Linked DNA regions of Mus musculus: regions 1, 2, 4 and 5 are each linked to region 3. A link is a contact called in public Hi-C and HiChIP or PLAC-seq data. All regions are on one chromosome and are shown on one strand. Each heading gives the region's core, a stretch centred on a gene start, on an enhancer-like site or on the middle of the called end of the contact. The rest is flanking DNA. Distances are from core to core; before and after follow the strand shown. Region 1 holds the start of Pik3c2b (phosphatidylinositol-4-phosphate 3-kinase catalytic subunit type 2 beta). Region 2 holds the start of Zbed6 (zinc finger, BED type containing 6). Region 3 holds the start of Elk4 (ELK4, member of ETS oncogene family). Region 4 holds the start of Yod1 (YOD1 deubiquitinase). Region 5 holds the start of Mdm4 (transformed mouse 3T3 cell double minute 4).

What was found. Hi-C and Micro-C count contacts between places; a contact is called where the count stands out from the background. HiChIP or PLAC-seq counts read pairs in DNA pulled down with a chosen protein or histone mark.
Region 1: a Hi-C map of B cells shows a contact between it and region 3, with 7 read pairs. The contact joins the promoter of Pik3c2b here to the promoter of Elk4 in region 3. A contact is called at or near these places in 2 of 39 promoter capture datasets (the C10 cell line and pre-B cells), 1 of 484 Hi-C or Micro-C datasets (B cells) and 2 of 115 datasets of contacts at active chromatin or transcription factors (the SCID.adh cell line and pancreatic cancer cells).
Region 2: a contact with region 3 is called in a Hi-C map of the G1E-ER4 cell line, with 4 times the contacts expected there. The contact joins the promoter of Zbed6 here to the promoter of Elk4 in region 3. A contact is called at or near these places in 2 of 39 promoter capture datasets (neutrophils and pre-B cells) and 1 of 484 Hi-C or Micro-C datasets (the G1E-ER4 cell line).
Region 4: a contact with region 3 is called in a Hi-C map of muscle stem cells, with 9 times the contacts expected there. The contact joins the promoter of Yod1 here to the promoter of Elk4 in region 3. A contact is called at or near these places in 3 of 484 Hi-C or Micro-C datasets (CD4 T cells, CD8 T cells and muscle stem cells) and 1 of 115 datasets of contacts at active chromatin or transcription factors (double positive thymocytes).
Region 5: a contact with region 3 is called in an H3K27ac HiChIP or PLAC-seq map of microglia, with 7 times the contacts expected there. The contact joins the promoter of Mdm4 here to the promoter of Elk4 in region 3. A contact is called at or near these places in 3 of 39 promoter capture datasets (the C10 cell line, erythroid cells and pre-B cells), 3 of 484 Hi-C or Micro-C datasets (B cells, the G1E-ER4 cell line and Th1 cells) and 3 of 115 datasets of contacts at active chromatin or transcription factors (the SCID.adh cell line, microglia and pancreatic cancer cells).

What each region holds. Positions count from the first base shown.
Region 1 is chr1:133,043,844-133,048,453 of GRCm38.p6, reverse strand. Pik3c2b (phosphatidylinositol-4-phosphate 3-kinase catalytic subunit type 2 beta) reads right to left here and starts at 2,442. Exons shown (of 33, transcript NM_001099276.2): 1 at 2,031-2,442.
Region 2 is chr1:133,657,639-133,662,480 of GRCm38.p6, reverse strand. It overlaps Zbed6 (zinc finger, BED type containing 6), which reads left to right and starts at 1,596. Exons shown (of 1, transcript NM_001166552.1): 1 at 1,596-4,842. The coding sequence starts at 2,884. Zc3h11a (zinc finger CCCH type containing 11A) reads left to right here and starts at 1,082. Exons shown (of 18, transcript NM_001276767.1): 1 at 1,082-1,244.
Region 3 is chr1:132,006,162-132,010,800 of GRCm38.p6, reverse strand. Elk4 (ELK4, member of ETS oncogene family) reads right to left here and starts at 3,181. Exons shown (of 5, transcript NM_007923.3): 1 at 2,861-3,181.
Region 4 is chr1:130,713,951-130,718,615 of GRCm38.p6, reverse strand. Yod1 (YOD1 deubiquitinase) reads right to left here and starts at 1,289. Exons shown (of 2, transcript NM_178691.4): 1 at 805-1,289. The coding sequence starts at 1,132. Pfkfb2 (6-phosphofructo-2-kinase/fructose-2,6-biphosphatase 2) reads left to right here and starts at 2,795. Exons shown (of 15, transcript NM_008825.4): 1 at 2,795-2,895; 2 at 4,040-4,150. The coding sequence starts at 4,060.
Region 5 is chr1:133,023,101-133,028,081 of GRCm38.p6, reverse strand. It overlaps Mdm4 (transformed mouse 3T3 cell double minute 4), which reads left to right and starts at 2,666. Exons shown (of 11, transcript NM_001302801.1): 1 at 2,666-2,834. Gm41953 (a long non-coding RNA gene) reads right to left here and starts at 1,349. Exons shown (of 3, transcript XR_878532.1): 1 at 852-1,349. It also overlaps the pseudogene Gm29257.

The DNA of each region.
Region 1 (4,610 bases), core at 1,193-3,692, 1.0 Mb before region 3:
ATAGCCAGGGCTACACAGAGAAACCCTGTCTCGAAAAACAAAAACCAAAACAAAACAAACCAAAACAAAACGAAAAACCAATCCTCTGAGCCACAATACTTTCCCTCCCATTTTACAGATATGAAAACTAAATGAAATTCACGTTCACAGGTCTGGAACCTAAGTCTCGCCAGGACTCACTCAAAGCCGTGCCTCACGTTCACCTTGCTACTACTCCACATGGTGTGGACTAAGAGTACATCCTGGAGGACTGAAGTTTGTGATTAGCTACACCATCCCCAAAGAAACAGAGACTCCTCCATTTTTCTCTCCAATGCTCCCTACAACACACACAACACCTTTAAAATACTGGGACAGGGCACCACAAAGAGACCTACAGGGCTACAAGGTGTAGAACCTCTGTAGGAGCACAGTTAGGTCATGGGGAAGAAAAAAAATTGCTCCAGACCAACAGGCAAAGCCAAAGAAGCACCCCAGAAAAATGAAAATGTGTAGAGCCCAAAATAAACGAATTGCCCTTCCCTTACCCAGTGCTCCAGTGGAAAGGAAAATGGATAGGCTTGCCTTCTGGCCAGGCCTGGGAGCTTGATCAGATTCAGACAGACACACCCATGCACTCAGCAGTAAGCTCTGAGCTACAAGAGCCAAACCTTGGGCTTCCCAAAAGCCAAAGGAGAAGCAGCCCCAGTCTGGGTCCAGGGCTCTTGTTCAAAGCCACCGTCTCCTCAGACACTGCAGGCCGTCAGGCAGGGCTATAAAATGTGCCTCGACTGAATTTTTCCACGGACACAGCCCCGAATGGGACTACCAGGCTCTGAAGGAGCGTCAGGCTCGCTGACTGGGCTCCAGGAGCTGCAGCTGGAAAGAGGGAGGCTATTTGTGTGTCAGGGTTGCCATTTCTCTCCTGAATCTCTTTCCAAGGCCTAGTGGGAGCAAATCGAGTAAGTTTTCATTCAGGGCTGGTTTGGGGCTGGAATTCAGTGCAAATTGCTTACATCTGCTTGGCCATGTCCCAGACAAGCAGGTAGTTTAGAGAAAGGAGGGGCTGTATCAGCCCACTTCTGTAGCCCAGGTAGCTTGCCAGCCGCTAAGGAATCAAAGGCCTGCTAGGGTCTATCAGTCCAGGCTGCAGAACTCTCTGACCAAGTTGAATAAAAACACCAGGGCAACCAGAGACAATAGGACTTTCACCCTAAATATGACTGGTGGGCTGGGACTGGGAAACCACAAAGATACCTAAAGGGAGGTGAGATGTAGGGCCAGGTTAGCCTGAAGGAGCAATGGCAGAGTTTAGACACTTCAACCTCTGCACAACAAGGGTGAATGCACTAACCTCATACATTTGGTAACCTCTTTCCACACCCCAGAAGCCTGCCAAGCCCCTGGACTTTTCACCCCACCCACCCCAGCTTGGCAGTTTTGCTGGGGCTTCCAGCTTCTATCATCGCACCAAAGCTGCAGCTGTGTAAAACTGAAAAATGAGGGGCAAGTACTGCCCAGGAGAGGAGCACTTTCCCGGAGGGCCGGGGACTCGGGCCTGAAGGTCCTAGTCTCTCCTGCAAGCTTTCAGTCTTCTGCTTTTGCAGTATCCTTATAAGGCCAACCCTACCCTCCGCCTGGCCGAAAATGTGTACCGTCCCGAGGTTGGACGCTGACTTCTCACTCCCGCTGCACAGGAAGGCACCACTCCCACCACCCCCCACTCCAGGACAGGTTTTGCTCTTAAACAAACTAATAAACAAATCGACTCCAAAGCGGTCCCCTGGTCCCAGCTCGTCTTGCAGCTGCACCCGGGAAGTGTGTTCCGGAGGAGGAGGCGGGTGCAAGCCCGGCGAGGCCGCGAGTCGCGGGCGAGCCGTGGGGCGGGGGCGAGCAACCTGCAGTGCTCGGAGGACCCGGCTGGGCTCTCGGCCCTGCCATTGTTGGCCCCGGCGCTGGCGCTTCGGGGCGGGAGCTCTGCCCACGTCGCCCCGACTAAGAGGGCGCTCCGCAGCCCCGGGGTCGTCCTCCCCGCCGCGTGCTCTTCCTACCTGCGCTGGCCGCGGGTTCTGCCGCGACACCCTGACTGTCGTGGCTGGGTGTCTAGGGCTCCGCCGACCCGGCTCGCTCGGAAGATCCAGGCGGCTCCAGCCCCCGCGTGATGTTCAGTGTCGCCTGCTCCCTTCGCTCGCACCGCGCGGGCACTGGGATCCCCGCAGCAGGAGACACACGGGCAAGCGACGGGCGTGGGGGCCGGGCCCGGGCCCGGTGCTGTCTGCCGGGAGCGTGCACGAGCTCGCAGTCAGGCAGCCCCGGGTGAGACAATAGCGCGAACGGCGAGCGAGCGGGGAGAAGCCATCTCCCGGACAGCCGGCGCACTGCACGGCGCGCGAGGCTCACCGGCTCCTGCCAGGACCGCGGCCCAGGCCGCCGGCAACAGCCGCAACGCCGAATCGCCTAGTCGCGGGAGCCAGAGGGCGGGGCGGCGGGAACACGGGCCCCCTCCCTCCCCTCTTCCTCTCCCCCTCCCCTCCCCCTCCCGCTCCCGCCTCCGCACCGTGTGCGGCGTCCTGAGCAGACCCCGGGGGCCAGCAATCCCACTTCCCGCTGGCAGATTGTCGTCGTTTTCCAGGCTGGAACCCCTTGCTCTGGGTCAGGTGAAACAAGCCAGATCACCTTATTGGAAGCGACACGGGCTGGGCGTTCAGTTATCCGTTCGAAAATTTCCTCTCATAATTATGCATGATAGGGATGCTCTAAAGAACTACCACCTTCGTGGGGGAGGCTGTGTTGGCACTTTTCTCTCCCGTTTGCTCAAGGGCGGTCTTCCAACCTGAGTGGGGAGGAGAAGTAGAGAAGCCTCCAACCCTATTAAGGTAGGAAGCAAACTTTGAAACTGTGTTATTTTCTCCGGGCACCTCCCTTAAAGCACCTGTGTCAAGCATTTTCCTAAGGGCTCTACCCAGTACTGGCCAGCTCCGTTTGCATAATAACTAGGGTCTCGGATCTCCAAGTACACTTTCTTCAACCAGGAACTTGTTCTTTGCTATCTTCCTTTCTTTGCCAGTCACACTGGGATTCAGCCTTCTTCCTCAGTACCCCTTCAAGCCTTGGTGGGAGAAGGTGTCTCAGCTCCCATGCCCTCTGCTCTCTAGCTAAGGCTTCTATGGAAACATCTGTTAAGCATCCCTTGCCTTGCCCCAAGGAAATATTTAAGATACTACCATTTCAGTCTATCAAAGTCAGAAAGGTCTTTATAAAACACATGGGGCCTTTGATCCCGCCCCCTTATTTGCATGAAACTCTGTAAGAAACCGGAGCAGTTTTCCAGGAGACAAGGGCTAAAGCCTTCCTAGGTTGGTAGAGGTAGAAACTGGGGAGAGCTCACAAAGAGGAGAGCTGTCTAGTAGAATGAGGATTTGAACAACTAGAGGAAGTCCTGTGGTGGAGAAAAGCAGTACAAAAGGGGAGTCCCTAAGCCAGGTCCTCAATCAGCACCTGGGAGGCAGAAGCACCCCAACGGGTGTGGTGTGTAACTCCAGGAGAGCTGCTGCTTTTTCTCCTGGCCTCTGCAGGCATCCATATGCATGTGCACACCCCCACAAGCATATACAGAATCTAAAAATAAATTCAATCTTAACCCCCACCCCCAAAAAGTCGAGTTCACAATTCTAAAGTATTTGAGGGAGAATATTGTTTTGTTTTCATCGAGGATGAAATGGAACGGTTAGATAGAAACCTCATGGGCATCACTAGGTGAGTGAAGAGAAAAAGAAGCCTGTGAGAGCTAAATCAGGTTCCGGTGGCTTGATGGTGAAAGACTCGTTCTAGAAGCTTAACAACTAGAGGAGGAATACAAAGGAGCATGAAAGATCAGGTATGGAAGTGTTGTTTGGCACAGGTTTTCCCATGTAGCTGAGGCTGCCATTTGAACTTGATATGTAGCCCAGGCTGGCTTCAAATTCATGATTGTACTGCCTCTTTCTCCTAAGTGCTGAGCCAACACCCTTGGCTTGGTTTTCTTTTAAGACAAGAAAGAAATGTGTTCCTATGCTGAGAGGTAAGACCAGGGAGCAAAGGGGTGAAAATGCAAACTGTCCCAAAGAGGAAAGGAGATGGCCCAAAGCATGCGAGACAAAGTTGCCTGGAGAGACTCACTGGCAAATGGATTTGGAGAGCAGTAAGTCTTGAAGCTATACCCTGAAGAAAAAAAATAGTTGCTACTTGATCGTCTTTGAGAATTCTGCTGAGACAAAAAGAGTAAAAATAGTATAGAAAGCTGGTTGTGGTGGCACATGCCTTTCATCCCAGCACTTGAGAGACAGAGGCAGGCAGAATTCTGAGTTCGAAGCCAGCCTGGTCTACAGAGTGAGTTCTAGGACAGCCAGGGCTACACAGAGAAACCCTGCCTTGAAAAACAAAACAAAACAAAACCAATAGATAGGATTGAAGATGTAAAAAATGTGGTTAGGTTTTAAATGACCATAGAAAGAAACGAGGGGGGCTGGTGAGATGGCTCAGTGGGTAAGAGCACCCGACTGCTCTTCTGAAGGTCCAGAGTTCAAATCCCAGCAACCACATGGTGGCTCACAACCATCTGTAACAAAATCTGACTCCCTCTTCTGGAGTGT
Region 2 (4,842 bases), core at 347-2,846, 1.7 Mb before region 3:
TGGATTATTTTTCTAACACACGTTGTTTTAAGAAAACAAACAAATGGGCTGGAGAGAAGGCTCAGTGGTTAAGAGCACTGACTGCTCTTCCAGAGGTCCTGAGTTCAATTCCCAGCAACCACATGGTGGCTCACAACCATCTGTAATAGGATCTGATGCCCTCTTCTGGTGTGTCTGAAGACAGCTTCAGTGTACTCATATAAAATAAATAAACCTTAAAAAAGAAAGAAAGAAAAAAAGAAAGAAAGAAGGAAGGAGAGAAAGAAAGAAGGAAGGAAGGAGAGAAAGAAAGAAAGAAAGAAAGAAAGAAAGAAAGAAAGAAAGGAAGAAAGAAAGAAAGAAAGAAAGACAGACAAAACTAGCCAGGCATGGTAGCAGATGCCTGTGGCACTAGCACTCAAGGAGAGGAAGAATTGCTAAAGATTGGAGGCTAGCCTGGTCTACAGAGCAAGTTCCAGGTTAGGAGTTCATAGTATATCTGTCTCAAAAGCCAAAACAAACAAACAGATAAATGTGATTAAGTAAAGGAAAGCATCCAGAGCAGAACTTCTGCTATGGAAGTCCTTCAACTTTGCAAGAGAAAAGTAGTTTTTGTTTTTGTTTTTGTTTTTGTTTTTGTTTTGTTTTGTGATACAGGACTCTCTAAATAGTCCTGGCTGTTTTGGAACTCACTATATAGATCTGGGTGTTCTCAAACTCACAGAGACTTGCTTGCCTCTGCTTCTTAAGTGCTGCCACAACAGGTCAGTTAGTTCGGAGCTAATTTTTAATTAAATGTCTATCAGGTTTGGAAGGCTCATTATACACACTCTGGTTAACATAAATTGAATGTTTGGTATCTGGTAGACAGGTTTCTTGCTTCTCTCCTTGATTTTACAACAAAACAAAACTTTCGTGAAGAATAATTTTCTGATAGGCATCCGGGTCCACAGAAAGAAATTCCGGTCCCCGTGCCTCCGTGACACGTGACCCTATGACCCAAGAAGCCATTTTAAGGCTGGCCTCATAGAGGAAACTACAACTCCCAGAATGCCTGCGCTTTGCGTCGTGCTGGCACTTTCACTGGCCCAGCCTTAAAGGCGAGCCTGTAGCCGGGCGCCATCTTTGACGCTGGCAGTCCTGGGTTTCTGCTTGTTCGGCTGCTGTGAGGACGGCGGGCGACCGCAGCTAAGAAAAGAGAAAGACGTGGCAGCACGCGGGAGTCGGAGACATTGTCATCGGTTCGGTAAAGTTTCTGTTCTCTGGTAACTAGACCCATTTTTTGATTCCCGGGTGACTTGGGGCCTGGGAGGGAGAAGAGGGCGAGGGGAGTGGCAGCGGCCTCCCCTCGCCCGACTTTCGGCCTAGCCCGGGAAGTCTGAACCGGGCCCATCAGCACGGCAGCTACCCGGACTCCCGCCGGCGGCCCCGGCCTGCTGGGCTCCTAGGCAGACTTCAGCTCACTTTCCCACCCTCCCTGCCCCCACCCGCTCCGCCCCACCCCCACGGCGCCTGCTCCCTTACTTACCAACCTCTTCCCCCTCCCCCCACATCCGGTGTTCCCGAACCGGGATTCCCGGGTAGCCCCGGAAAAGCGACTGTTTCGGACCCCCGGAGGGGGAACTGACACTAGGTTGCTCTCTTCCGGGAATCAGTTTCTTTAGTTAGCTGGCCCTCCCTCCCGAGATCAGATCAAGTGCCTGGACCCGACTTTACCTCCTCGCCTTCCTCTCTAGGGTCCCACTACTTTGGAGGTTTTCTAATATTCCACATACAGAGTCGAATTCTGGTATCCTATTCCCATTCCCTACCCTGATTACTCTCCCGCCCAAGCCTTCATCCTCGAAGTCAAGAGCTACAGGGACTCTTCGTTCTTGTAGGATTGGTGAGATCGTACGAAGAACACCCCTTAGACGCCCATAATCGGTGCGGATCCCCATGGGGAAGGCTCGTTTTGTTGACATCTACCAGGCTTTGGTTCTGAACCCAGAGAAGGCGGCTGTGCAGCTAGTGGTAGCCATGCTTTCGTAGGGTAAACGTGTTGGTATTGAGGGGAGGGGAGGGGGCCCACGGAAAAGGAATGGAAGTGGTTTAAAGCTTATTTTAGTTTGGCTGCTCATAGAATGTCAATTTATGAGTTATTTACAGGTTGTATGTAATGTTGCTTCAGTCTAAAAATATGAACTCTTGATAGAAACCGTAAATGAAGAATATAGCTTGTTACCTTGTTTTGAAATTTTATTTCCAGTTAATTTTTCTTCAGCCACCTATAGTTTTCAAAATATCAGAACAGAAAGGGCACAGCTAGCGCTTACTGCTAATGCCTAGTATGTGGAATCTGATTTAGCTGGCCGGAATTGACTTTTTAGGTTGTATTGGCAAGTCAGTCTTAAATGATGACTGTTGAGTGGTGCACTAAGCTTAAGTGAAATTTCCTGAAAATATTCCCGAAGTTAAGGGAAAGCCAGTGTTGTTGTCGTGTGGATTCACTAAAAGTACATATTTTAAGAACTGAAGGCATTTCCAGCAGATGAAGTTCTTGATTCGGCAGCAAGAACGTGAACCTGCAATTTGGAAGACTTAACCTTTAGCTGCTCCAGATCCCATGACGGTGGGAAAATGGGCCTCGGTTCTCTTTTCTATAACATAAGGACACTGGACGATTTGAATTTGAAAGTTACAAGAACTCCTAAAGCCCTGCAAGACAGAGTTTGGGAATGTTCTCCATTGCTGTCATTTTTCCTCCAAAAATAACCTGGCTTGGAAATCATCAGTTGAAAGGGAATTTGACTCCCCATAGAAACTGGAGGAAAGGTAATACAAGTGGAGAGGGTCAGCTGTATTTCTGCCAGAGTAATAAACCCACTGAGAGGTTCTGGTCCGCATTGTGGAGACATAAAGAGAATGAGTGTATGTACTCTAAGTGTACCAGTTTCCTCAATCTCTCCTGGCAGAAGATGCAGTACTTTTGGTGATGCTGGGATTCTGGGGTGCGTTTCCATTAATTCAAACACAGACGAAGACGATGTGGTAGAGGGAAAGATGGTGGCAGAAGGAGCGAATAAAGAGACAAAATTGCCTGCTAAAAAGAAAAGAAAGAAGGGTTTGCGAATTAAGGGGAAAAGACGCCGAAAAAAATTGATTCTTGCCAAAAAGTTTAGTAAGGATTTGGGGTCTGGGAGACCTGTTGCTGATGCCCCTGCTTCGTTAGCTTCCGGTGCCCCTGAGCAAGATGAAGAAAGTCTTTTTGAGGGCAACATAGAAAAGCAAATCTATCTGCCTAGTACCAGAGCCAAAACCTCCATTGTGTGGCACTTCTTTCATGTTGACCCCCAATATACCTGGAGAGCAATTTGTAACCTGTGTGAAAAAAGTGTCAGCAGGGGTAAGCCAGGCAGCCATCTTGGTACATCTACTCTTCAAAGACATCTTCAGGCAAGGCATTCTCCTCACTGGACCAGGGCCAACAAGTTTGGAGTCACTAATGGGGAGGAGGACTTTACCTTGGATTTATCGTTGTCTCCTCCTTCTCCTGGAAGCAATGGAAGCTTTGAGTATATTCCTACTGATTCTGTAGATGAAAACAGAATGGGTAAGAAGCGCGATAAGTCAGCATCTGATGCCCTGAGGGCAAAAAGAGGGCGCTTTCTCATCAAAAGCAACATTGTCAAGCATGCCTTAATTCCAGGAACGAGAGCCAAGACATCTGCAGTTTGGAATTTTTTTTATACTGACCCTCAGCACATCTCAAGAGCTGTGTGTAACATATGTAAAAGAAGTGTGAGCCGGGGTAGGCCAGGTTCCCACTTAGGAACTTCAACACTTCAACGACATCTTCAGGCCACGCATCCCATCCATTGGGCTGTTGCCAACAAAGACAGTGGTGCTATTGGAAACGGATTAGATGAGACTGAAACAGAGAGCAGTGATCTCCTGAATGATACGATGCCTGGAGAGAAGTCATCAGGCAGCCAAGATTTAACAGCTGAGGACCTCAGTGACTCTGATACAGATGAACCCCCTTGTTTAGAGGTTGAAAATAGATCTGAGAGTCCTATTCCTGTTGCAGACCAAGATAATCCGGTGCACGCACAAGAGAGAGAAACGACGACACATTGTGAAAATGCAGCCGCAAATCAAATAAGTCAGGCAGTTATTCAGATGATTGTGGAGGATCTGCATCCGTACAACTATTTCTCAACCCCAGCCTTTCAAAGGTTTCTACAGATTGTCGCTCCTGACTATAGATTGCCATCAGAGACTTACTTTTTCACCAAAGCTGTACCTCAGTTATATGATTCTGTTAGAGAAAAAATTTTCTTAACTTTAGAGAATGTTCAAAGCCAAAAGATCCACCTGACTGCTGACATATGGACTCATGACCCTTCCACTGACTATTTCATTGTGACTGTACACTGGGTCTCTTTGGAAACTGCATCTTCTCCCAGTAATGGTGGGACTCCCAATTTTAGAAAGTGGGCAGTACTTTGTGTTACAGGTTTAGCCAAAGACTGTTTGATAACTAACATTTTACAAGAATTAAATGACCAGATTGGTCTGTGGCTTTCTCCTAATTTCCTTACCCCTAGCTTCATTGTTTCTGACAATTCTTCTAATGTGGTACATGCAATCAAAGGTGGTGGCTTTACCCATGTGCCATGCTTCCTGCATTGTCTAAATATAGTGATTCAGGACTTTTTCTGTGAGCACAAAAGTATTGAGAATATGTTAGTGGCTGCTAGGAAAACCTGCCATCATTTTAGCCATTCTGTCAAAGCCCGCCAGATACTACAAGAATTCCAAAATGATCACCAGCTTCCATGGAAGAATCTGAAGCAGGATGAAACTGGCCACTGGATTTCT
Region 3 (4,639 bases), core at 1,932-4,431:
TGCGGCTAGGAAACTGTTTGGGTTTCTAGAATTTCTCTCAAGCGTGAAAATACCCTCCAGTCATCTTTGGTTACCACTTTTGACACTGTCTGTGGAGACACTGTGATCCAAAAGCAGAGATGGTAAAATAAAAGAGCTGCCTCCCACAGTCAGGCTGATGGTGAAACTGCAGGAAGCCCAGGCAGGCCCCTTCAGTCACCCACTCCTCTACCCAGGAGAGAACTCCTCCTCCGCCCAGCAAGAGTGCTGCCATCATTAAACACCAGAGACTGAGTGACAGCAGTCCACAAAGAGCTCCTCTTGGGCTGGTGAGATGGCTCAGTGGGTAAGAGCACCCGACTGCTCTTCCGAAGGTCCGGAGTTCAAATCCCAGCAACCACATGGTGGCTCACAACCATCCGTAACAAGATCTGACTCCCTCTTCTGGAGTGTCTGAAGACAGCTACAGTGTACTTACATATAATAAATAAATAAATCTAAAAAAAAAAAAAAAAAAAAGAGCTCCTCTTGTCCTGGGTAACCAGCTCACTAGACATCTTCCCCACAGCTTCCCTTAAGCAGAGCTAAAATAATGTTTATCGGCTCCAGTGTGTCGGGGGAGGGGCAGTCCCTGTCATTGTTCTGTTTACCAAACAGATTTTTTTTTCCCTGATGATGTCTATCCTTATGGAGAGTTACTTTTTTATTAGTAGTTTTCCAACCTTGGCAATTACATCCTAGTGCAGCCTGTTAAAACTACTCCAGTAAATAGGAGCCTAAGGGAAGAACACACTTCAGACATCACCTTCACATCAGGAATGTCTGGGAGAGCCTTAGCAGGGAGAGCCTGCCTTTACTGCAAGAGGCAGAGACAGGTAGATCTCTGTGAGTTCAAGCCAGCATGCTCCAGGGCATCCGTCTGTTACAATAAACCTGTATCTCAGCCCTTAGGAAGCAGGTAATCAAGAGATCAAGGCCATTCCAACCTCTATGAGACTATCTCCCCCCACCACCACCAAAAAAAAAAAAAAACACACCACAAAAAATTAGTTGTGCTAAGGATCAACCCATGATTCAATTTCTGTGTTATTCTTTCAAAGAACTCCTACATACACCGTTGAAACTCTTCATTTTAGCTCCTACAAGTGAACCTCAATGAGTTCCTCAACTTCGACAGAGAACATGGTGGCACACACTTTTATCCCAGGACTGAGGCAAAGGAAGTTCGATCTGAGTTCTTGGCCAGCCCAATCCATATAGTAAGTTCCAGGCCAGCTAGGGCTACATGAAATACTAGAGACCCTACCCCAGCCCCAAGTACAGGAACCAAGTAGAAGTGAAACTGTCCTATAACCCAGGCTCTCCTGAGATGAAGCAGGGAGGGCTGTGGGTATGAAGCCCGGGCTACTGACCAACAAAGAGGGAACAAGACAGACAGATTCCATATAGGTACAAAAACAGAGACACTGTCTAAGTACTAACAATTACAGCTTCAAAAGGTTTTTTAGAAGCATAATGGAGGCAGACTTAAATGGACCCAAATCATCGTTGACAGATTAAATGCTGGAAAAGGTTTAACACTCAAAGACTAATCTCTAAGCTACAATGAAACGGGGCTTTAGGAGCTGGAGAGCAGCTCGGTGGCAAAGTGCTTTGTCTTGTCTAGCATGCCTGAGAACACAGGTTAGATGACCAGCACTGCACCTAGGTAGAGAAAATTGCTTTCTCGAAGAAGTGCAATGGAAAAAGAAGAGAACAGGGGCGCCTGGAGTGCAGACCAGCTGATGAACACCTGATGCAGACCCCAGTTTTGATACATAGCACAAGAAGGAAGGAGAGGAGGCTGAAAGCAACGGTGAGAGCCACAAGAGGATATTAAATGTATACTTTTTTTTTACCTTTTTGTGCTGGTGACTGAAGAGTACATCCCCTGCCTCAAATATATAATGGTGTCCCAAAAGTTAAGACAATATTTCCCCCCCAAAAATGTAACAAACTCCACGTAAGCAGTTTCCATTTTAAAATAAAACCAAAGATCAAAGAACAAAGAGTTCCTACAAGGAAAAGTTGAATCATACTCTTTTAAAAACACCACTCCTAGCCGGAAATACAGAAGCCCCACGTTCTGTGCATGGGGGGGAAGAGAGAAGAGCTCTGACCTTAGAACGGCAGCCATTCTACTGAAAGACTCTTACTTAAATGACCTAACCTTCACATTGCAAGGGCTCGAGAAAATGCCAACCGTGTCTTCTGAGTTCACCCAACAAATTCCCCCTTATTTCCTTGCCGATGCCCGTTAAAACTCCTCCCCTCAAAGATGTTTCCAATGCTTTTCCGAGGAAAAGCTTGCCACAGCTGTACAGGAAGCGAGGAGGACTGATGAAAAGTAGAGAAAGAAAAACCTGTGGCCGGATGGACAGCGAGCTTGGGGAAGGGAAGAATGCGGCGTGAGGCCGCGCGCCCCGAGATCAAAGTGCGGGGAGACGCAGACCTCCGGCCCGTGGGCGAGCCAAGAAAGCACTTTCACTTTCCAACTTCCTGCCACTCCGGCAAGTTAAAACCGTTCCCCTCTGCCCCACCCAGGCAACAAAAAACCGCTGCCACCTTCCGCCCAAGGGACTTCTCACGACCCACCGAGGTGCGGGCAAGGCGGAGGGGGCGCTCCGGCGAGCACCTGAGCTCCACCGAGCTGCTCCCCCAAGGAGAGCGCGCCAGCGGGCCCCGCCCACCCACCAGGTCCCACCCTCCCGCCACCAAGCTCCGCCCCTCCCTCCGCCCGGTGCACTTCCTGCCGCGCCCGCAACCTCCGCCCGGCCCGCGCGGAAACCTGGCTGAGGGGCGGTGGTGCGAGACCCCGACGGGGCGTGGGCGTGCTGCTCACCAGGCAGGGCACGGGACTCCTCGGCCTTGAACGCGGTGCGAGACTCTGTCGCCCACCGCTCCTCACACTCGGACCTCAAAGACCGCGCGGCGAACAGTGGCGACCCCCGCGCCGGGGCCCGAGAAAGCGGCGGCCGAGCCGAGCCAGCCGCGTGCCCGCAGCCGCCCGCATCTCCCGCTGCCGCAGGTCTCGAGCCCCGCCCTCGCACACGCGGCCGGGACGGCGAAGTGGCTATAGTTAAGCTGCCACTCGCCGTGCGTGCGCTCGACGTTCTTCACTACGGCCGCCGTCTCCCGTCGTTCCGCGGCCTCCGCCACTCTCAAACCCCCCCCCCCCGGCACTGCCGGGGCCCTTCCTCGACGCCGAAGCAGCGCGAGCGTCACTTCCGGGGGAGGGGCCGGGCCCCAAAGCCAGTGTTTTGTTTCTGGCCCGGGGCTCCCGTACGTACCCTGTTAGTCCGTCCCGTGCACTCGCTCCGGGGACTCCTGCTCTGCCGGACATTCGTACTTCCTCGCAGGCCCAAAGTCCTGCTTAGGGCTCTCGGGGTAGCAATCTGGGCCCAGGGCTGTGGCGGCGGAGCTGACGTGTGAGGACGACGCCCACTGGTTTACATTGCGAGCTACCACCACCACTTGATCAGAATCATTGACGAATGGTCTCTCTAGAATGGGAAAAGCTTTCCCCCTTACCAACTTAGCTTGGTCCAGAGCTTTAACTTTCTTTCTTTCTTTTCTTTTTTCTTTTTCTTTCTTTTTTTTTTTTTTTTTGGTTTAGAAACAGTATTTTAACACGTAGCTCTAGCTGTTCTGAACTCATAGGAGATCCTTCTGCTTCAACTCCTGGCCCCAAGTGGTGGGATTACAGATATTTACAGATGTGCACCACCACGTCCAGTCTAAGTGACTTTACTTAAGAATCCGAAACACCCAATTCATTGCCTGTAAAGTCACTGTGAAAACCTAATTTTCAAAACTTGCAACATCCAAAGAAGGGATGCAGAAATCAACACCCAATTCCAAGGTTCACAAGTGTTCGCAGCTGAGGCAATTGAGCGTTCCATTTTGTCTCCCTGCCCCACTAAACGAATGAGTGTGTTGTTTGTTTACTTAGGCTTTTTGAGACAGTTTCTGTACTTAAAGCTCTCATGGGATTGACTGTGCCACTCAATTTGGGGTTGGACTCTCAGCAACCCTGTCTCAGTATCAACATTATGAGGATGTTAAGCGTAAGCTGGTTCTTACAAATGTGATTTGTGTTTGGAAGCAAGGTCTCATGAAGTCCGAGCTGAGGTTGACTTTGAACTCCTGATCCTGTTTCCTCCACCTCCCAAGTGATGAATTTACAGGCTTTTAACACCAAGCTCAGTTTCATATATATATAGCTATAGATATCTATATAGATATATAGATACAGATATCTATATATATAATTTTTTCTTTGATAATTTCATACATGCATACAATATATTTTAAACATAGTCCCCCTCCCTCACCTTTCTGACTCCTCCCAGATCCCCCTATGTGCCCTCTTTTTCATTGTTTCTTAACCCAGTGAGTCCAGTTAGTATTGCCCATATATGCCTGGATGTGAGACAGTCCACTAGTCCACTAGATCGTGGTCAGGGACCCACCTCTAAAGAAAACTGACTCATTCTGGCACCCATCAAAGGCCAATAGCTCTTCAGCTAGGGGCGGGGCGTCTATGCTCTGTTCACAATGGAATGTCAACTGCTTGCTCTTGTACAGATCTTTAACAGGCAACCATGGCTTCTGTAAATGC
Region 4 (4,665 bases), core at 40-2,539, 1.3 Mb after region 3:
AGCGGGTTACCAAGGAGAACACAACTTTGTAAACAAGAGGCCAGTAACTCTCTAAGTTTGTTTGTGTTTAGTTCAGTGTCTTCAGAAAGAGGCAAACAGAACAAAATGCTCCGCGCTGCATTTCAACTTAAAAACCAAATCTTTCAGATGTTCTCCACAGACTAGGTAGGTCACTGGGGTGTTCTTTGCACTTCGCATGCCTATACCATCTGACAGCTCGATTCGAGGGGCCTTGCCACAAAATGGAAAAAGCTTTGAATGGTCAACACTGACGTTCAAGTTCTAAACCTGGGAACAAGTAACTGCTGTTGGTTAATTCTACAGCAATAAACACAACGTCCAAGTGTGTGTGTGTGTGTGTGTGTGTGTGTATGTATGTATGTATGTATGTATATATATATATATATATATATATATATATATATATATATATATATATATATATATGAGACACAAGATAAAAAGAAATTAACACACAGGGAAAACGAAAAATTGGTATCTCAACCGCTGACCTGCTGATCGGGATAGGGAAAAAGAACCATCCCGTCAGGGAACAAGGGTCCTGCTGTCCTTTGGGAAAGCAGAGGAAACAAATGACCTGGAAGCAGGCTTGGGGAACAGGGGACTTCAAGACTCCAGCCTTGTCTCTAAATCACAAGTAAAGGACTTGACACCTGCCCCGGCCTTCCCGGAGTTCTGGTCCTCGAAGCCCCTAGCTGTCACATCGGCACTCTGCCTTACTAGCTTCACTCTTCTCCCCTCCACGTCCTCCAAGACTTCCCCGGCCCCGGCCGGTGCCCGTACCTGACTGGATGGGCAGGTCCCCAAGAGTGATGTCCCGGTCGCTGAGATCCAGGCACTCGGGCGGGTAGCCAACGAGGATTCGCTGACTGCCGGGAGCGATGCCGGTGATAGCGGCGATTTGGCCCTGCAGCTCCCGTAAGCGGGTCCGGCTGGAAAGACCCTGCAAAAGGTGGGTGCCACCCTTGGCCTTGCAGCGGACCCGCCACATAGTGTCGGCCGGCCGGCCTCCTGCGGGGCCAGCCTTGGTCCCAGCCTCAGACTGGGGGACAGCGCCGGAGTAACCAGCGGGGGGGACCCCAAAATGGCCGCCTTTGGCGCCTCCAAACATCGCGAGAGGTGGCCGCTGGGGCGCTTCTCGCGACACCTCGGTGGGGGGTGGGGGGGACTCGGCCTCGGTCCTTCCAAAAACGGCGCGGGCTCTTAAAGTGGCAAGGGCGGCCGCGGGTGAGGGTTGGGGGTCGGCCGGCTCTCCCGAGCGCTCCGGTGAGGCGAGCTTCGCGTCGGCAGCATTTATGCTCCAGGGAGGAGGGCGGGGAAGGAGTTCCCGAGTCTAGCAGAGCAGAATGTCACCTTGCAGGGAGGTCGCCAATGATGAAAGCAGCCTCCCAAACACCAGGCAGAGCCGACTCATCGTCGGGAAGGTAAACAAATGCCAAGAGAGGTCAGAAGGACCCACCAAACAGTCACGCCGCTGGCGGGGTTCGTGGCTGCGCCGAACTGATTCATTGAGGCCAAGTGGACGGGACGAGCGGGGAGTCCCGTGAGACGAACTTGAAAGCGTCCATCTGCCACCTCAGAAAGACTGTATGAGGTCAGCAGCCGTGCCTGGGGCGATCGCCTCACTCCCGCGGTTGGTGGCAGGGCTCAAGAGGACTCACTCTTGGTCATCAGGATTCCAGTCCGATTCCTCGTATCCCAGTAGGAAGACACTTCATCATGGCAACGCAGTCCTCGCGGTGGCCGAGAGACAGAAGACAGACGGGCAGAGAGGAGACCTGACCAGATAGCTAGCCAGTTTCCAACTCTGTAGCCCGGGAGCCCGAGACTGCCTTGACCATAGTTCTAAAGGTGTGCAGTAAACGCCGAATAATGACAGTTCGTAGCACGCTGGAACTCGCCGCGGGGGTGTGAAACGCATATTTGGATTGTGTGGAAGATGACTTGACTCTCGGGTCAAGAAGGAAGGAGTGAAAACAGTTCTAGGGTCCCTCCCCCACCGTTTAGCCAAAGCAGCAAACAAGTCCCCCTCCCCACTCTGGACTGTCAAGCATTGTCAGGTACCAATGGTGTGCAGGGGGAGTGACTTTGAAAAGTAGTTCTGGGAGATATAAACCCCACTGCAACAGCCTCTACTGTGAATCAGTTACAGCGAATCTGTCCCTCTGTACCCTCACACCAGGAGCGGGTGCACTTCTCCTCCTCCTTGGCTCTTCCAGATGACCACAGATAATGTAGCCTGGGTCCAGGGATGGAGGGGGAAATCAAGGAACATGCTTTGGAGTCACCTGTCTGGTGAATGGGAGGCTCCCGGATCCATAGGCTCCAAGGATGCTGACCAGAAGTTGTAGTTAGTTAGCTCTTGCCTTCTGGTAGCCAGCAAGGCATCTTTACAAGCCGACCTCAACCTCCCAGAACCTAGTCTAGCTGGAGATTCAGGAACGAAGGCGTTAAGCCTCACTTTTCACCAGTCACTCCCACGCAAGATGTCAGCCAAACAGGTCTCGCGAGAATAAGGGAAGGGGGGGGGGGAAGGGAAGGCTTTTAATTCACCCCGCCTCCAGCTCCATTTGTTTCCAGGCAACAATGCCACCAAGCTCCCCTGGGCCGGCTGCTTTGCGAGCTGACAGCCTTAGGCTGTCACAGGTCCTCCCAGACCCCAGGAGCCCGCCCCCTGCCCTGCAGGTGCTTCATTGGTCCAGCGTGCCTCCAGGTGAGGGCTGACGCCAGCGTGGGCGGGGCCAAGCGCCCCACGTGACTCGCCCCAACCCCCGGAGCCCGGACTACTTCAGTCTGTCTGCCAGCTTTGGTACCCGGTGCTCCGGTGGCGACACTGGGTCTACAGCAGGGAGGACGAATAGGACAGGTCATAGGGTGAGCGGTAATTGAGCAGTCTGGACGCGGGGCTGGGGTGCTGCGCGGGCGCGGGGATGGTGCAGAGCGACAGTGCTTCGTGCTTTCGGGAAGTGTAGCTCCGGGTGACGCTCCTGGGCGTGCAGCCCTTCAGGGACACTGAGCCGCAGCTGCGGAGTGAGGACTGGAGAATTGGCTCTGTCAGGCCAGGAGCCGTGCACGGGTTTTCTTTTTTCTTTTCTTTTCTTTTTTTCCTTTTTTTAAATAGAATCTTTTGTCTTGAGCTCCTTGGCATCGGGGTTTGAGTAGTGAGTCCCAGTCCCTCTCACCCTAGTTGATATCAGGACGCAAGGCTTATTTTGCAGGTAACATTCCATAAGTCATTTACTTCCGCTGCGCCCTAGGGTATGGATAGGAAAGGGCAGGGAGGGTGGAGAACGTCAGAGAATGTAACATGCTAGGGCTATCACAGCTCCACTACAGTTCTTCCTTCCTAGAGTGTGCTTTCACCCCGTCCGTCCCTCTCACCAGTTTCCAAATTCATTCTCATTCTCTCCCTTCTCTCCCTGTCCCCCTCTTCCCCTCCCTCTCCTTCCCTCTTCCCCTCTCCTTTTTCTCCTTCCCTCTCTCTCTCCTTCCCTCTCTCCCTCTCCTTCCCTCCCTCCTTCTCCCCCCCCCCGCCCCCCCGCCGAGACTGAGTTTTTCCTTTGGATTGGGGTTGCTTTCTTGATCAAGTGCACTTCATCTCTCCGCATCTCCAGCGCTTCTGATTCCCACCTCTGTTCTGTCTGTATTCTTAAACTTAGAATGTGAGGGCAAGAAACTTGAACAAGGTACTTTGGTTATCTTCATTTGTCAATTCTGTAAAATAAGACGAAGTAATCATGCTAGGAAAATCTGCTTTATTAAGATTACTGGAAGGCTTGCTGGGTTTGAGATGTATGAGTGTGAACCAAGTCAGCAAAGAACTGCAAAGTTGGGGTGCAGCTGTATACGTGAGGAGTCAGGTTTGTGACACCCAAGAACAAGTGTTTGTGAAGTAGGAGCAAGAGGCTGGACCTGGATCTTGGTAGGGGCTTCTTCCCTTTGTCACACTAATTCTCTGCACCATTTTTAGGGATACCTTCCTTCCCTTCCTTCTATTTTATTATCTCTCCTTTCCCAGGTGCCTCCTGAAGAACTACCATGTCTGAGAATAGTACATTTTCCCCAGAAGACTGCAACAGCAGCTATAAACCCCACGCCTCAAATCTGCGAAGGGCAGGGAAGACATGCTGTGAGTTCTGGTAAAGAGTGACTGGCTGCGGATCCCTCGTGGGGTTTTTGTCCCAGAAATGTATTTGTATCCTAGACTCTTTTTCTCTGTGGGGGTGGGGAGTAATTCTTTGCATGGCAGTTTATGTTTTATTTATTTTGCGTTTGGATCTTAGCACAGAACCCTGACTTGCTGGGGACTTGCAGTGTAACCCAGGCTGCCCTCTGACTCATCATGCAAGTTTCCTCTTATAACCTCTTGAGTACAGATGTGTGAGACACATGGCATAGGACTTAAGACAGAGTCCACAGTGAGCAGTTCCCTGTCTCAAACTAGTAGGCTTAGTATCCTTGGGGCTTCTTGATGCTTTCATTAGGGGTATGTGGGAGCTAGAGCAAGTTATTTTATACATAGGATGGCCAAGTGTCAAGGTACGCAAGTAACCTGGGGCTGTCACTCTCAGTTCCTTTTATCTCTTGGACTGTGTTCTTGGAAGGCAACACTCATTGCATATATTGAAGGCAGAAGCCGGGCAT
Region 5 (4,981 bases), core at 1,417-3,916, 1.0 Mb before region 3:
AGGGCTAACTCTTTGGCCTGCATCAAGGATAATGGCAACTCATCCATAATTGGGCATTTTCTTTATCTGGATAATCAGGCTCCTAGACTAGTTTCCAGGTCTTACTTTTTTTTTTTTTAAGTTTTGAAACTTGGACTTGAGGCGAGTGCCTTTATCTGCTGAGCTAGCTGGGTGACCTTTAGGTCTTATTTTTTGGAAGCCTTTAGATCAGTGCTTCTCAACTTGTGGGTTAAGCTCCTTTGAGTGGGGGTCAAAACAGGGGTTGCATATCAAATATCCTGCATATCAGATATTTGCATTATGATTTATAACAGTAGCAAAATTACAGTTATGAAGCAGCAATGAAATAGTTTTATATTTGGGAGCACCACAGCACGAGGAACTATATTAAAGGGTCACAGTTTTAGGAAGGTTGAGAACCACTGCTCTAGATTGCCTTTTTCGAGACAGGAGCTCTAGCTGTCCTGGAACTCACTTTGTACACCAGGCTGGCCTCGAACTCAGAAATCTGCCTGCCTCTGCCTCCTGAGTGCTGGGATTAAAGGCTTGCACCACCATGCCCGGCTAATTATTTTGAGAGTGGGTCTCATGATATAGCCCTTGTGGGCCTGGAAGATGCTATGTCAGTCATGGTGGGTCATGCTTGTACTCCCAGAGTTTGGCAGGCAGAGGACTGACTCTAATTCCAGACAGCTTGCATTATATCATACATTACAGGCCATCAGGACTGCAAAATGTGACTGACCCTGTCTCCAAAACAGAAGAGAACCAAAGCAATGTAAGCAAACAAAAGTGGTTGCAAAAGGAGAGAGGGGAATAGTTGGCTGGTATTTGCCTATAAGTGCCCTTACCTCTCTTCTGAGGAAACTCTGCTGACTTTAAGCTCATTGTCCGCAACTTCAGAAAGAGAATCACCACCTCAGCTCCTTCAAGGAACTCTGGATCTTCCAGTGGGGAAAGGTTATAAACAGGAGCTGGGAGCAGAGGCAATAAGATTTTATGCCTAGCAGCAGACACGCAGAAGCAGGCAGATCTCTTGAGTTTCCAGGTCAGCCTAGTCTACATAGTGAGTTCCAGGATAGTCAGAGCTATATAGTAAGACCTTGTCTAGAACAGAACAAAACAAAACGGGTAATGTTTACATTGGAAATAATGAATTTGTATGATCCTCCAAAAAGCCCAACTAAATAATTCGCCCAACCAAAATATAGTAGGGAGCATACAATGTGTGTACGGGAGATCAGGTCCCATTTTCTTTGTATAAGAATGCATCTGTAGCCGGGTGTGGTGGCGCACGCCTTTTAATAATCCCAGCACTCCGGAGGCAGAGGCAGGCAGATTTCTGAGTTCAAGGCCAGCCTGGTCTACAAAGTGAGTTCCAAGACAGCCAGGGCTACACCCTGTCTCAAAAAACATCTCTTTCTGGGATCCACATCTTAACACAAATTCTTGTCCAGAAAATAACGACCAGGGAGTAAGCTGGCTCATTGACATGTCAAAAAAAAGAAAAGTAGTCAAAGGATCAGGAAGGGTTAGCTTGTAGGGAAATGAGAAGACTAGAGATGGGATATGGAAGTTGTCTTTTTTTTTTTTTTTTTTTTTAATAGAACAGCAGACACCTTTATTACACTACGCATGAGGCTCATTTGCCTTTCCGGGCTTTGATCTTCCGCAGATAGAACTCCAGCTCCTTGCCTTCGAGCACATAGCCGTCTGCTCTGCCACACTGGCCTGGTCGTGAGGCAATACAGGCGAGAAGCTTGCCCTGCTGGAGCTGCTCCTCCAGGAGGCTGCTGATTTTGGCATTCTTTTTCCTTTCCTCATATTTCTTTTGAATTTTCTTTGATCGTTTTTTGTTTAAAATCTCTTCCTCCTCAGGAGTCAGCTTGGCCCCCTTCTTGCGGCCCAGGGGCAGTGCATAGTGGGACTCGTACCACTGTCGGTACAGCGTGCTGTCAATAAGCACGATGCAGTTCTTCACTAGGGTCTTGGTGCGGACAAGCTCGTTGTTGGATGCATTGTAGACAACATCAATGATCCTTGTTTTGCGAGTACAACACTCAGCGCCCCAGGAAAAGTTCCCCACATCCAATCTCAGGGCACGGTACTTCTTATTGCCTCCTCGAATTTGGACTGTGTGTATGCGGCGAGGGCCAATCTTCGTGTTGGCAGCGGGCCGTCCCAGCTCATACTTTCGCTTCTTGTGGCAGGGTTTTCGCTTAACCCCCCCCCCCCCCCCCCCCGGTCTTGCGGCGCTTTTTTTCGATCGAGACAGGGTTTCTCTGTATAGCTCTGGCTGTCCTGGAACTCACTTTGTAGACCAGGCTGGCCTCGAACTCAGAAATCCGCCTGCCTCTGCCTCCCAAGTGCTGGGATCAAAAGCGTGCGCCACCACGACCAGCCTCTATTTTCTTTCAAAACCTCTTTATGCAAGCAAGGTATGCTGTGGCAAGCCTTAAATCTCAGCACTCGGGAGGCAGTCTGGTTTACATAGTGAATTCCAGGACAGCTAGAGCTACACAGAGAATCCCTGACTCAATAGTAAAATAAAATAGAAAACTATCTCTGTCTGACCTCGGAGGTCCGGAGGCTCTCTTCCCGGACTAGTGTGTACTCAATGGTAGATTCTTCAGCCTTTCTAGCTCTCTAGTCCTCCAGGGTCCGCTCTATGGTTCCCCCGGCCTCCCCGGAAGCTCTTGCGAACGCTGGGTTTGAGAGGCCGGAAGTGGTGCTGCCGTTGCTCGCAGTTTCAAAATGCAGTGCAGGCCTTAGGGTCTCCGGCTGCCACCCCTCCCCCAGCTAGGAGGGGGAGCGACTCATGGAGCGGCCGTAAGGTGTGGTGTTGGGGTCTGGCCCGCGGGGGGCCGGGGGAGCGGACAGAAGGTCCGGAGGCTTCGGAGCTAGGAACCGGGCGGGAGGAGCCTGGGGCGCGGAGGGCGGCGTGGGCCGCGGGGCCGTGGAAGGGGCTGTGGGGGAAGGGTGGCGCTTCGACCCCGGGGTGGAGGAAAATGGAGTGTGGTGAAACGGAGTCCACAGTTAACAGACTGAAAGCGAAGTGAAGGGGTTGATCTTTTATTTGCTCTTCCACTTTGCGGGGTGGGTGAGGCACTTTGAAGGAAAGGAGTCGTAGAGAGAGACCTGGAGAGTGTCATTGGCGTGACTTAAGATTTAAATAATTTCTAGGGCTGCAAATTGTCTGCTTTAGTGTGTGAAAGATACTTGTTTGCGGTCTTCATACGGACCTGGGGCATTTAAAAAATTAAAAAAATATTCTTCACGAATATGTTGTGTTATTATTATTGAGACAGAATCTCATTATTATTATTATTATTATTATTATTATTATTATGACAGAATCTCACTGTGGCCGGCCCTGGCTAACCCGGAGCTTGCTGTATAGACTAGGCTGACCTCAAATTCACAGTCATCTGCCCCTGCCTCCAAAACAGCCTGCTCCTCTACCTCACCGGGACCACGAATATGAACTTTAATTAGCACACCACCCAACGATGCTTGTACATCCCCAGATTTTGACACCACTCTTATTATGACACATCTGGATAAAACAATGCCTGTCTTGTCCTACTCAAGAAAGGTCTTTGTGGATTAGGAACCTCTACCTAATGACAGGCACGACATGTGTCAAAGATATTTGAAACGTTTAATAATGCTGTCAGTTGCTGCATATCCAAGTTTAGTCTCCTCCTTCATACATTTCTGCTAGGAAAAAAGTTTGTTTAGGTCCAAAGTATTACTTTCAGTATTCTTTTACTGTACTGGTCAAGACCACAAACAACTCCTGTTTCGTTTTTTTTAATTAGCTATTTTCTTTATTTACCTTTCCTAGTTTCCTCTCCGAAAATCCCCTATCCTCTCTCCCTCCCTCTGCTCACTAGTCCACCCACTCCCGCTTCCTGGCCCTGGCATTCCCCTATACTGGGGCAAAGAACCTTCACAGGACCAAGGCCCTACCTCCCGTTAATGACCGACTAGGGCATTCTCTGCTACATATACAGCTAGAGACACAAGTCCCACCATGTGTTTTCTTTGATTTGTGGTTTAGTCCCAGGGAGCTCTGGGGGTACTGGTTAGTTCATATTGTTGTTCCTCCTTTGGGACTGCAAACCCCTCCAGCTCCTTCAGTCCTTTCTCTAGCTCCTTCCTTGGGGACCCTGTGCTCTGTCCAATGGATGGCTGTGAGCATCCACTTCTGTATTTGCCAGGCACTGGCAGAGCCTCTCCGGAGACAGCTCTATCAGGTTCCTGTCAGCAAAATCTTGTTGGCATCTGCAATAGTGTCTGGGTTTGGTGGTTGTTTATGGGATGGATCTCCAGGTGGGGCAGTCTCTTGATGGTCATTCCTTCAGTCTCTGCTCCGAACTTTGTCTCTGTAACTCCTTCCATAGGTATTTTGTTCCCCCTTCTAAGAAGGATCGAAGTATCCACACTTTTGTCTTCCTTCTTGAGTTTCATGTGTTTTGCAAATTGTATCTTGGGTATTCTGATTATCTGGGCTAATATCCAGTTATCAGTGAGTGCAGATCATGTGTGTTCTTTTATGAATGGGTTACCTCACTCAGGATGATATCCTCCAGATCCATCCATTTGTCTTAAGAATTTCATAAATTCATTGTTTTTAATAGCTGCGTAGTACTCCATTGTGTAAATGTACCACATTTTCTGTATCCGTTCCTCTGTTGAGGGGCATCTGGGTTCTTTCCAGTTTCTGGCTATTATAAATAAGGCTGCTCTAAATATAGTAGAGCATGTGTCATTATTACAAGTTGGAGCATCTTCTGGGTATATGTCCAGGAGTGGTATTGCTGAATCTTCCGGTATTACTATGTCCAATTTTCTGAGGAACTGCCAGATTGATATCCAGAGTGGTTGTCAGATACACTTTATTTAGCTGGGTCCTCATTGGTTGTATTTGTAGGTTGGTTGGTTGGTTGGTTGGTTGGTTGGTTTGTTTCTTTCTTTC